4 separate regions of the Ovis aries genome follow, and all the other regions are linked to region 3. A link is a contact called in public Hi-C data. All regions are on one chromosome and are shown on one strand. The core of a region is the stretch at or near the end of the contact, and the rest is flanking DNA. Distances in the headings are between cores, read along the strand shown. Region 1 overlaps LOC132658675 (a long non-coding RNA gene). Region 2 overlaps LOC132658655 (a long non-coding RNA gene). Region 3 has its middle 21 kb from the start of TARBP1. Region 4 has its middle 96 kb from the start of TRNAR-CCU.

The links. Hi-C and Micro-C count contacts between places; a contact is called where the count stands out from the background.
Region 1: a Hi-C map of liver shows a contact between it and region 3, with 4 times the contacts expected there. The contact joins two enhancer-like sites. A contact is called at or near these places in 2 of 16 Hi-C or Micro-C datasets (liver and tail adipose tissue).
Region 2: a Hi-C map of liver shows a contact between it and region 3, with 3 times the contacts expected there. The contact joins two enhancer-like sites. A contact is called at or near these places in 3 of 16 Hi-C or Micro-C datasets (blood, liver and mixed tissues).
Region 4: a Hi-C map of muscle shows a contact between it and region 3, with 5 times the contacts expected there. The contact joins two enhancer-like sites. A contact is called at or near these places in 6 of 16 Hi-C or Micro-C datasets (blood, hypothalamus, liver and 3 more).

The regions. Positions count from the first base shown.
Region 1 is chr25:6,969,845-6,972,544 of ARS-UI_Ramb_v3.0, forward strand. It overlaps LOC132658675 (a long non-coding RNA gene), which reads right to left. Exons shown (of 2, transcript XR_009598602.1): 2 at 1,999-2,700. Among named protein-coding and RNA genes, the nearest start is that of IRF2BP2, 190 kb to the left of the region's middle. Within about 2 kb of position 1,282, at least 39 of the 54 cell types and tissues checked have an H3K27ac peak or open chromatin away from gene starts, as enhancers often do. A contact at or near this core is called in liver and tail adipose tissue, where this site is marked.
Region 2 is chr25:7,012,021-7,014,720 of ARS-UI_Ramb_v3.0, forward strand. The region is part of intron 1 of LOC132658655 (a long non-coding RNA gene); the gene reads right to left. Among named protein-coding and RNA genes, the nearest start is that of TRNAR-CCU, 200 kb to the right of the region's middle. Within about 2 kb of position 1,406, at least 6 of the 54 cell types and tissues checked have an H3K27ac peak or open chromatin away from gene starts, as enhancers often do. A contact at or near this core is called in liver, where this site is marked.
Region 3 is chr25:6,672,341-6,675,040 of ARS-UI_Ramb_v3.0, forward strand. No RefSeq gene overlaps it. Among named protein-coding and RNA genes, the nearest start is that of TARBP1, 21 kb to the left of the region's middle. Within about 2 kb of position 1,376, at least 49 of the 54 cell types and tissues checked have an H3K27ac peak or open chromatin away from gene starts, as enhancers often do. A contact at or near this core is called in liver, muscle and tail adipose tissue, where this site is marked.
Region 4 is chr25:7,119,122-7,121,821 of ARS-UI_Ramb_v3.0, forward strand. No RefSeq gene overlaps it. Among named protein-coding and RNA genes, the nearest start is that of TRNAR-CCU, 96 kb to the right of the region's middle. Within about 2 kb of position 1,425, at least 33 of the 54 cell types and tissues checked have an H3K27ac peak or open chromatin away from gene starts, as enhancers often do. A contact at or near this core is called in liver, muscle and tail adipose tissue, where this site is marked.

The sequences.
Region 1 (2,700 bases), core at 32-2,531, 300 kb after region 3:
GTAGCCACATTAAAAGGAACATAAAATTAATTTTAATAACATATTTTATTTAACCCACTTTTTCCAAAACGTGATCATTTCAACACGTGCGTACTTCACGTTCTCTTGTCACATAAGTCTGCGAAATCCCGTGTGAAACTTGCCATCATAGCACATCTCAGTTTGGAGCAGCCCCATTTCCAAGGCTCCAGAGCCACAGACCCCGGTGGATGCCATATACGGCTGCGCAAATCTAGCTATGGGTGTGTGTAGTAGGATCCATAACTTCTGCTTGGATTCTTAAGTCCAAGAGAGAAGTCAGATCAGCTTAGAGGGAGCGGGCTGGGGACACAGAGGGAGATCAGGTCATCCAAGCCTTTGGAGGGGCCAGCATGCCTGGCTCTGCTATAACCAGAGATTGAATGAGAGGCACCAGCTCCTCTCACGCGTCCCCAAGGGTGTCTGTGCAAACAGTGTCAAGATGATGCAGAGCACCGAGGAACACTCGCTAAATTTTGCCAAGTGCTTGGACACCCGATCACAAGGGTGACCCAGAAAACTGCCAGTGCACCTGTGATGAGGGGCTTGGCGCGGAGCCCGGCGTGGAGGTCACCTGAGGTCACTGCCGGAGGCGGGGAGCCCAGCGCCGAGGCTGCCTAATGTGGAAATGTTTGGATCCGAGCGGGGCAGGCGCTGGGGGCAGCCTCCAGGCCGATGGGGAGGAGACCTGGCCGGCGGGGGCCGGAGCTCAGCGCTGACAGTATCCAGGCGCGCAGAGGACCACGTGGTCCGCAGCGCCGCGCCTGCCAAGACCCCGACAGCGTCTTTCCTAATAAGTCTGGCGATGCCTGCGTCCTTTCTCTCTCGGCAGAACAACCTCTCGCCTGCTCCCAGGTCTTATTTAAGAAGAGCGGGCCGCAGGGGAGAAAAGCAAGCCAAACTCAGCAGAGGTGGAGGCCAGCTTTCCTTTCCCCAGGCTTCCCCTCTCCGCAGAAGATCGGCTTTGTGAATGAATGAAGGGATACTTTCTCCAAGATGGCATACTCCACGCTCCCGTTGTTGAGTACGGGGTGGGGGTCGGCCCCCCCTCCCCCCGCCACTTCCCTGAGCATTATCCTCTGCTGCTCCTGCCTACCCCTCCCTGCAAAGGCACCGCCCCTCTAACTTCAGAAAGAGGTCACCCTCCCAGCATCTGGGTCTGGCTTGGGAATCCACGCTTCCTGGTTGCCTCCCAGCCCCACACAAGGGAGGGCAGGATTACAACACGTGTGTGTTTGGGTCAAAAGGAGCACTTTTGAACTATGGCTGCAAGAAAGAACAGCCTGTACAGCCACCCCGAGTCTCCCAGCAACAAAGAATGTACAACAAAGAATGATTAGCCCTCACTTGCAAAACAATTTTTTTTTAAAGAGGTGCAGCGTGGTCTGTTTACGGGGTCGTGGAAGGAGAGTAGTTGGATGGAAAGGCGCCCTCCCTGGACACCAGAGGCCCAGCGTCATTCCCGCTAAGGGGGTGGGGGTGGGGGCGGTTTGACCTTGGCTTTTACTCAGAAGCCCTTGTAACACGATTACCGATTACTGTCGGGGTTTTGCAAGCTTCCAGACCCAGGTGTGGTTGAAGGTCAGCTGCTGGCGGACAAGGGGCTCTCCAGCCGTTGGGAGAAGGTTACAAAGAATAATTTTCCTGTCCAAGGGCTTGTAGATGATTAACATGTTTCTTTCTGTTAACCAGAGAGTTAATAGTCATTCCAAGCACTCTTTGATAATGGGGGCGGAGGGGAGAAAAGGAATACTGTTAACCATTAATCGAGGAAGATGCCGTAAAAGTTAGTATGGAAAATACGCAATTTGGGAGAGGAATTCACAGGCAAGGCGAGCCTGGTGGGGACAGAGGAGGAGAGGGAGCGGTGAGGCCATAAAGTTCATGCATACTTAGAGTGGGGATTTTTTTTATCCTTTTCCTTGTTACATTACACTGAGGGAACAGAGTAGGGATAACAAAATAACAAACACGGGAACATTATAAATAAAGCCAATTTTATTGGCTCTTTTTCTCCAGCCTCCCACAGCTGAGTGTGTCCTCTGCATGACTTCTTCTTTGGGCCTCTTTGGGGAGGAGAGGAGCCCAGACACCCCACCTTCCCTTGGAGAAAGCGTGACCAGAAGGCTCACCCTAGGAAGCCTCTCCTTAGGGCCCCCTTAGCCAGGGCCTTCATCCGCGACTCAAATCATCCTGCTGGGCCCCTGGGCAGCCTCACCTGGAGGAGAGGCTGCCCATTCGCTGCCCTGGAGAAAAGTAGTGTCGGCTTGTTGCCAGGTTATGACACAAGGCCCTGGTGCCCATGAGTGCTTTCACAGCAGGCCTGGCTCTGGACACAGGAGGACACAGGAGCAAAACTCTTGCTTTGCATAGGTTGCTCCCAGATACCCCAACAAAGTTTCTGGGTGCAGCACACAAGCCTGTGTATTTAAAAAAAAAACAAAAAGACAACTTTGTATCATGGATGAGGTTTCTACTTGATGCCCTGCACTTACTTTTATTGATTGATTGATTTGATTTTGGCTGGGTCTTTGATGCACCTTGACTTTCTCTGTGGCACAGAGGGCTCCTTGGCAGGGGGGATCTTCGTTCCCCGTCCAGGGACTGAACCCACATCCCCTGTAATTCTTTCCCACTGGACCACCAGGGAAGGCCCCAGCATATGTGTTTTTTTAAAGCCTA
Region 2 (2,700 bases), core at 156-2,655, 340 kb after region 3:
GATGGCATCATCGACTCGATGGGCATGGGTTTGGGTGGACTCCGGGAGGTGGTGATGGACAGGCAGGCCTGGCGTGCTGTGGTTCATGGGGTCACAAAGAGTCGGACATGACCGAGCGACTGAACTGAACTAAGGTTGTACATACTACACAATCCCATTGAAGGTATCCGGAAAACCTTATAAATACTATAAACACACTTATCCCTTGATCCAACAGTCCTCCTTGCCAAAATTTATCCTACAGATGTACCAGCACATACAGAAGTGTCCTGGTTGGCACTGTTTATAGTAACAAAAGACTGGAAGCAACCCAAGGGTCCATCAATAGGAAACTAGTTAAACAAATTTACAGTATGTCCATAAATAGGATATTATAAAGCTGTAAAAATGAGTGAAGACACTCTTTATGCACCGATTTGAAAGATCTCCAAGATATACAATTAGGTGAAAAGAGCAAAGTGCAAAACAGTTTGCATAGAATGTTAACTTTTGTCAGCCTTGCCATGCTAGTATTTCATTGTCATTTTAATTTGCATTTCTCTTAAAGTAAGTGAGATTGAGGAGCCTTCCATTCTTTCATGAGCCATTTGCATTTTATTTTCTGGGAAAGAGGAAAGGAAGCGCATATCTGTTTTCAAATACATAAATACACACATATTTGCTTGTATTTGTTAAAGACACCCAAGAAACTAACATAAGTATTCGCTTGGGTTGGGGTTGATGAACAGGAATAGAAGCCAGGATTTTTATAGCTTTGATTTATGAACCAAGAAAATGAATGACCTGTCCGAAAATAAAAGTAAACTAAATTAAGCTTTCCCAATCATGCCTCAGGCTCCTGTTAAACCTATTGTTTTTGCATTTGTCAAGCATTTTCCAAAGCCTAAACCTGACGTTGGAGGAAGGCAAGGTCAAACATGAACAGACAACTATGGCTGCCCAGGAGACCAGAAAACCCAGAAGGAGGCCCCACGTGGATGAACTCCCTTGCCTATTTGTAAAAGCTGAAATCAATAGAGGATGCCGTGAAATCAGCAAGAGGACCAGCCAATGCCTGCTTTGAAGCCAACGTGGCCACTGAGTTAGGGCATCAATCAACTTCAACAACGGGTTCCTTGCAAGCAGCTGAAGAAAAAGAAGGCTCCCATGCCCAGAATATCCCCTCTCTAGCTTTGAGGGCTACAGCTGGACCCAGATCCGACCTGACTTGCATCTTGTCAGGATGACACATGGGCGACTGCTCTCATGTTTGGTTTAGTTATCTGCGTTTCTCTCCCAGCGCCAGGGACTGCCGCCTGTCACCCCCACTTTAAACATTTTTCCAGCCAGAAGGGCGCCCCAGCCACAGCTTTGCGGAAGAGTGAGAGCTGGCCGGGCGCTGCAAGATGAGACGGCACATCTGACGCACATGGAAAGAAAAAAGCAAACTGGAGTCTCCAAAGCCGCCTGTCCCTGCGGGCTGAGCACTCACAGCTTCTCCCCTTTGATGCCTCTGATTTTCTGAGCTCTGGAAGCACAACATGTTGGAAGTAAGCAGAGCAGCTGCCCCAGGAAAGAATACGCTCGTTCCGGTATTTCGGACTTCAAGGAAAAGCGCTGAAGGGTGTGGGGCTCTGGGAGGGAACAGACGCCAGTGTCTCCACAAAATGTCCTGTTCCCACCAGCCTGAGCTCCGTTCACATCAACCAGCTGATTTGGTTTGGGGAGGCTCCAGTTCCCCGACTGCTCCAGTTCCCGGACTAGGGAGAATGCATTTGTTCTGCTACTGATGGGTGGCATGGATTATATCACCCGCCTGGTGCTGCCCGGGTCAAGTGATGACCTGGCCTGAAGTGGGGGATACAGAGGGATTCTAGAGACAAGACGGGGGAGCTGGACTTCCGCTGCCCTAGGCATTAAGCGGGGCCACGCCCCCTGACCGCCTCCCCTACCGCGCTGCCAAAGCCCAAGATCCCTCCAGATCTAAACTCACAGTGCCAGTTTCTGCAAGGGCACTTTTTTCCCCCCTAACTAAAACCTGCAGAAGAAAGGATGACTCAGGCCTGGTTCACAAGCTCAGTGGCTGAGAAAACCATCTCGGGTCCCCTGGAGCGGAAGACTCATCCACTCTTCAGAGGCGACAGGGCACTGCAGTGTGTTTTTTCTGCTTCCCACAAAAGTGCTAAAGGAATAGGGCAACCCATCAGTCAAGGAGAACATGCCACTGCCATCTGGAGAAACCAGACCACACATGGAGAGGTCCTGGGCCAACCAGCAGAGGACAGGACCTTCCTCCATCCAGTCCGGTGATATTACCTGACGAAGAAGTAGCATACAGCAGCCTCCAAAGGACTTCTCAGAGCATGGTCCATGGTCCAGGAAACTGCACCTCTCCAGGAGAAGTCCTGGTCCTCCCACCCTCACTCCTAGTCCTAGGATGCATAGCTCGGTTCCACCCCAGGCACCATGACAGGTCTTAGGCAGCCATGACATCCTTCTTCGTGACATCCTTGCCCGGAAGTCCCTCCCACCGCCACAGACGCTGGACCCTGATAGGGCCCTGGATCCCTCTGGCACAAGAGGGCCCACAGATGTACCATGCACCAATGGGCCCTTGCCCTTCAGAGTCATAGGCCTAAGCTCCTCTATCCATTCCTCCCTTGACATGATTTTAAAGCCCTTTATCAACATTGGGGGCTTCCCAGGTGGCTCAGTGGGTAA
Region 3 (2,700 bases), core at 126-2,625:
AGCATGCCCCAGGTAGTGGAAAGAAGGAGGCTCTTGTGCCCAGGTCTGTGCGATCATGACAGGGACAGGAGGACCCGGGGACATGAGACGCTGGATGTCCAGAGCTGAGTGCTTCCCAAGGATCGTTATCTCTGTTTCTAGGAGAATCTGAGACATCAAGCATCCAGTCGTAGAAGAACGAAGGGAATTTAGAACACCTGGCCCTTGGTGTCTTCCTTCGGGATCCCCTATGATCACTCCCAACAGAATTTAAAAGCCCACAGTATACTCCTTTAATGGGAATACCAGACCACCTTATCTGCCTCCTGAGAAACCTGTATGCAGGTCAAGAAGCAACAGTTAGAACTGGACACGGAACAACAGACTGGTTCAAAATTGGGAAAGGAGTACATCAAGGCTGTATACTGTCACCCTGCTTATTTAGCTTATATGCAGAGTACATCATGAGAAATGCTGGGCTGTAGGAAGCACAAGCTGGAATCAAGATTGCCAGGAGAAATATCAATAACCTCAGACATGCAGATGACACCACCCTTATGGCAGAAAGCGAAGAACTAAAGAGCCTCTTGATGAAAGTGAAAGAGGAGAGTGAAAAAGTTGGCTTAAAACTCAACATTAAGAAGACAAAGATCATGGCGTCCAGTCCCAGCACTTCATGGCAAATAGATGGGGAAACAATGGAAACAGTGAGAGACTTTATTTTCTTTGGCTCCAAAATCACTGCAGATGGTGATTGCAGCCATGAAATTAAAAGACACTTGCTCTTTGGAAGAAAAGCTCTGACCAACCTAGACAGCATATTAAAAAGCAGAGACATTACTTTGCCAACAAAGGGTCCTTTATTCAAAGCTATGGTTTTTCCAGTAGTCATGTATGGGTGTGAGAGCTGGACTATAAAGAAGGCTGAGTGTCAAAGAAACAATGCTTTTGAATTGTGGTGCTGGAGAAGACGCTTTAGAATCCCTCGAACTGCAAGGAGCTCAAATCAGTCAATCCTAAAGGAAACCAACCCTGAATATTCATTGGAAGGACTGATGCTGAAGCTGAAGCTCCAATACTTGGCCACCTCGTTAGAAAAGATCCTGCTGGTGGAAAAGATTGAAGGCAGAAGAAGAAGGGGACAACAGAGTACGAGATGGTTGGATGGTATCACCAACTCAATGGACATGAATTTGAGGAAGCGCTGGGAGATGGTAAAGGACAGGGAAGCCTGGCGTGCTGCAGTCCAAGGGGTCGCAAATAGTTGGACACGACTGAGCAACTGAACAAAATTGCTCCTTCCGTGAAATGACTGCAGATCAATGGTGTAAAAGCCCGGATGGTGCCCGCAATGTCACCTCCTGGCCACCAGATGGCGCGCGGCATCCACAGTGCACTTGCGCGGCCTCTGCCTGCCCCAGCGCTGGCCCGGGGCCCAGAGGAAATGTGTTTGTGTGTCTCCTCTTAGGGAGCGCCCTGCAACGTTTTTACACTTTAGAAAGCTCATCGGCAGAGGAGCATGTGAAACGGCACACGGCACAGCTGTGCTCTTCCTGTCCTGTCCCTGGCGGGGACACGTCAGCAGCATTTCCCCTTGTCTGTAGAATTTTGGAGCCTTCTTGCCCATTTGTTCTCAGAACTGGAGCTAGACGCGGGGAGGACTTTGCTTCCATTTTGAAACCCACAATCCTGCTGGGAAAGAAGAGGAAAAAAATATCCCAAGATTGTGTATGAGGGCAGGCACGTTGCTGGCGTGAAAACAAACTGCCAAAACTTTGTTACTCTGGTATTCTGTCAGCTAACACAGTGGGGTGGAAGATTTCGACGTCATCCCAGACCTCAGCCCCGAAGAGTTAATGATGTTACTCATGCCACTGGGGCCAGGAAGAAAGACTCGCATTTTTGGGTGGTTGCTGCTTGCCCAGAGCTGTGGAATGAGCTGTGAGGCTGAAGGCCAAGGGACTTGGGCCACCCATGCAGTGAAATAATCCCCCAGAAATGCGCTGCCTGGAGTGGAAATGAACAGTCATTCCAGGGCATTTACTAAATATTACGGACAGTCATTCAGGCTACAGTTGGTTGGACTCTCAACACTGCAAATCTCACATTTGGGATACATTACGCAGATACCAGGAAATAATCGAAATCAAACAATGGTCAAGTTCTGGGTCATAAGCAGTGAGGCCTCTTCTTATTTTCTGTTCCAATAGCAATGTATAATTAATAACCTAGTTTTTGACTGGAAGGAATATTTCAATACATGGGTGATGCTTTCAGAAGGGCCTCAGCGAGTCACTTTTTATTTCCTTCTTTCTTTGTCTTTCTGAAGTAGGGCCCTGGAAGGGAAGACAAAGGCAATATTCAAATATGACCTACATTTTTGACCCAATCAGAAACTTGTGTGAATCAAGACAAGCAAAACCTTGGCACCTACTCTTTGTCTGGCACCCTGTCCCATGTCTGAAAAGTACTTTATTATTTCATCTTCCTGACAACGACTTAGTATTTGGCATTGCCTCAGGTTTTCAGATGAGAAATCTGGGCTCAGAGAGGTTAAGTAGCTCGCCAGAAGTCACACAGCCAGTAAATGTGAGAGCTAGAAAATAGACACAGGTATTTTGGACTTGAAGGCCTGGGTTTGTTCTCCTTTGTCAAGGCATTTCATTGACTCACAGAACCTTTGAGTTGGGAGAAGTTTGGGAGGTCATTTAGATAAACCCT
Region 4 (2,700 bases), core at 175-2,674, 450 kb after region 3:
CATAGCATTTACTCAAGGCTTAAAATTCCCAGAAGACTCAGGATATAGAGATGTTCCTGATGGTCTTTTTTCCAAATCATAAAATGTATTTGAAATCTGCTTGTTATCAATCTGGCCTCAAAGCTAATTGATCAAACATAGACCCACTGAAAAATCTGCAAGAATAGACCAGACAATTTTTTTTTTTTTAGCTTTGGGTTTTCAGGGAGGGATTTTTGGGAAGTGGGAGAGAAGTCACCCAGTTAAACTCCTGAAGAGCTGGGGCAAAATTCCCTTGTCAAGAACCAGTTTTTTTTTTTTTTAATGACAAAGTCACACAAGAGAGGAAATGAAAAGGGAAATTTTTAGACTTCTCATCCGTCCAGAAAGCCCCGGGCCTGTTTCAGAACCCTGTCAGGGTAACTGTCACCTGCGGTCACAGCACTGCAATCCCAAGAGGCCTTGCGTCACTGGCCATTATATCAATAAGGAACTACAATCACCAAACCACAAGCCAGCTTCTTTTCTGCGCCCACATGTTGCTTTAGAGGGTTTTTGAACAAGAGACTTTCCTGTTTTTGAAAGCCGTGAATCCACAGGTCTTACAGGTTACTCAAATGATCTTATCACTTGCAGCAACCACTGGCATGGATTTCAAAACTGCCTCCTCCAGCCCTGCCCTCCCCTCACTCCACAGACATCCACTTATTCACCAGCATTGGTACTTACAGGATCATGCTGCCAACTGCTGACACAGAAGAAAAACATAGTAGTTATACATTAAGCTGAACGGTTAGAGTATCTGTGCCAGGTCCTATCCAAACACCATTTATCCACTGACCAGAAGGAGGATAACCACCCTGAAGAAAACCCAACAATAACTGCTCTGCAGTCAGATCACTGATCCATAGTACAGCCATACTGTTTTTCATGCGAACACATACACACGGGGGCAAAGGTAGTGTCAGAAATCATCATGGTTCTTGGAAAAAGATTATATTCATCCCAGGGTGTGCAGCACGTCTACTGGAAAATGTTAACTACGTCCCAAACCACCAAATGAGGCTGCCGTCCAGATTGCTAGGAAATGAATGTAGAAAATCGTGGGGAGCGGGCTCCGAGCAACCTGGGTGAAAGATGTAAACTGGCCAATCTAAATCCTCCATGGTATGCAAGTCAGACTTGTTTTTCTCTGGAGCAAAGAGAAAGACTCAGATTACAGAGTGCACTATAGCGCGATGAGCTAAATCCACAAACAAATGTCTCTCTTTCCTGCTCAGCACGGCAGCTCAAGAGACAAGCGCCAAACCTAACAACTGCCCTTGATAGCCATCTCCTGGTTTAACTCCTACCCTGGCCGGGGGCCACTTGGCGTTGCTCAAGCAACGCCTGCAGAATCCATCCTGCACTACCTTGCTAGAGGCGTCCACCCTCTGGGCGCAGACCTGAAGTTACCAGAGAGCTTCCGGAAGGTGTTGCAAGTCCCTGCTCTCAGTAACTGTCCAATCAGAGCGAAGTATAAACCAGAAAAACTTTTATTCTGCAGCTACACCCAGTGACTCTAAGCTGACTCCACAGAATCCACATGGCAATAATGAATCTAGCAGACACTTATCTAACCTCACACTTCTCAGTCTTTTTGGGTTAGAATCAACACTTAGCTCATCAAAAAAACACACACTGTCCAAAAAGAACCCGCTCTCAGTTTGAGCATGCTGGTGTTTTGTTGATCTTCTTTTGTTTTTCTGCATTCCAATCAATCTGCTTGCGCTAAAATGTTGAGATAGACGCTGGAAAGCCAGAATGTTGTGATTTTTATGTTTGAGAGAGGATTCCTTCAAAATACCAAAAATCCTCTCTCTTGTGAAATGCTGAGTGTGAACAAGGAGATGAAGAAAACTGTCAGAAGTAAATCTCTCAACAATGATGACAGGTCTACTGTGGCCTAGCATGATGTATCCTCAGGGGAAAAAACAGTAAAAATCAAAGAATTCTGGAGACTTTCCACCCAGATCAAGAAGATATTTTTAATTATAATCCTCATTGGCAAGTAGTCTACTTCATTTTATGGAAAGCATCCTATTCTTCAAAAATGTTTTTAAAATAATCACTTTTTCTTTCGTCCTCTGGAAAACCCATGCTATAAAACAAACATAAACGTTGAACAGTTTTCCAATCCCTTCTGATAGTGGTAGTTTAGGACTCTTAGGCAAAGTGGGCTTCCCTGGTTCAGTTCAGTCAGTAAAGAATCTGCCTGCAATACAGAAGACCTAGGTTCTATCCTGGATTGGGAAGATGCCCTGGAGAAGGAAATGGCTACCTGGTCCAGTGTTCTTGCCTGGAGAATCCCATGGACAGAGGAGCCTGGCGGGCTACAGTCCATGGTGTCAAAAAGAGCCAGAAAGGACTGAGTGACTAGGCACAGGCCTAAACAGTCTTGCCTGACTTGGAACCTGCTGGACAATTACCCAACCAGCCTCTCACTTTGGCTGCGTGGACCACGGCTCTGTGTCCTCTCCCCAGGGGATAAACATTGCCCAATGAGGAAAATGTTGCCTCTCCCCTTTTACATCACCACTGACACCCCATCCTCAGGCAGGTGTCACCAGGCCCGCCTCCAGGACTGTATGTTCCCTACTATCCTGGGCTTTCGAGCTCAGATGCCAATGAGGGCACTAGGTAATGGGTATTTTTGACAAAGGACATTGCAGGAGGTCTTTC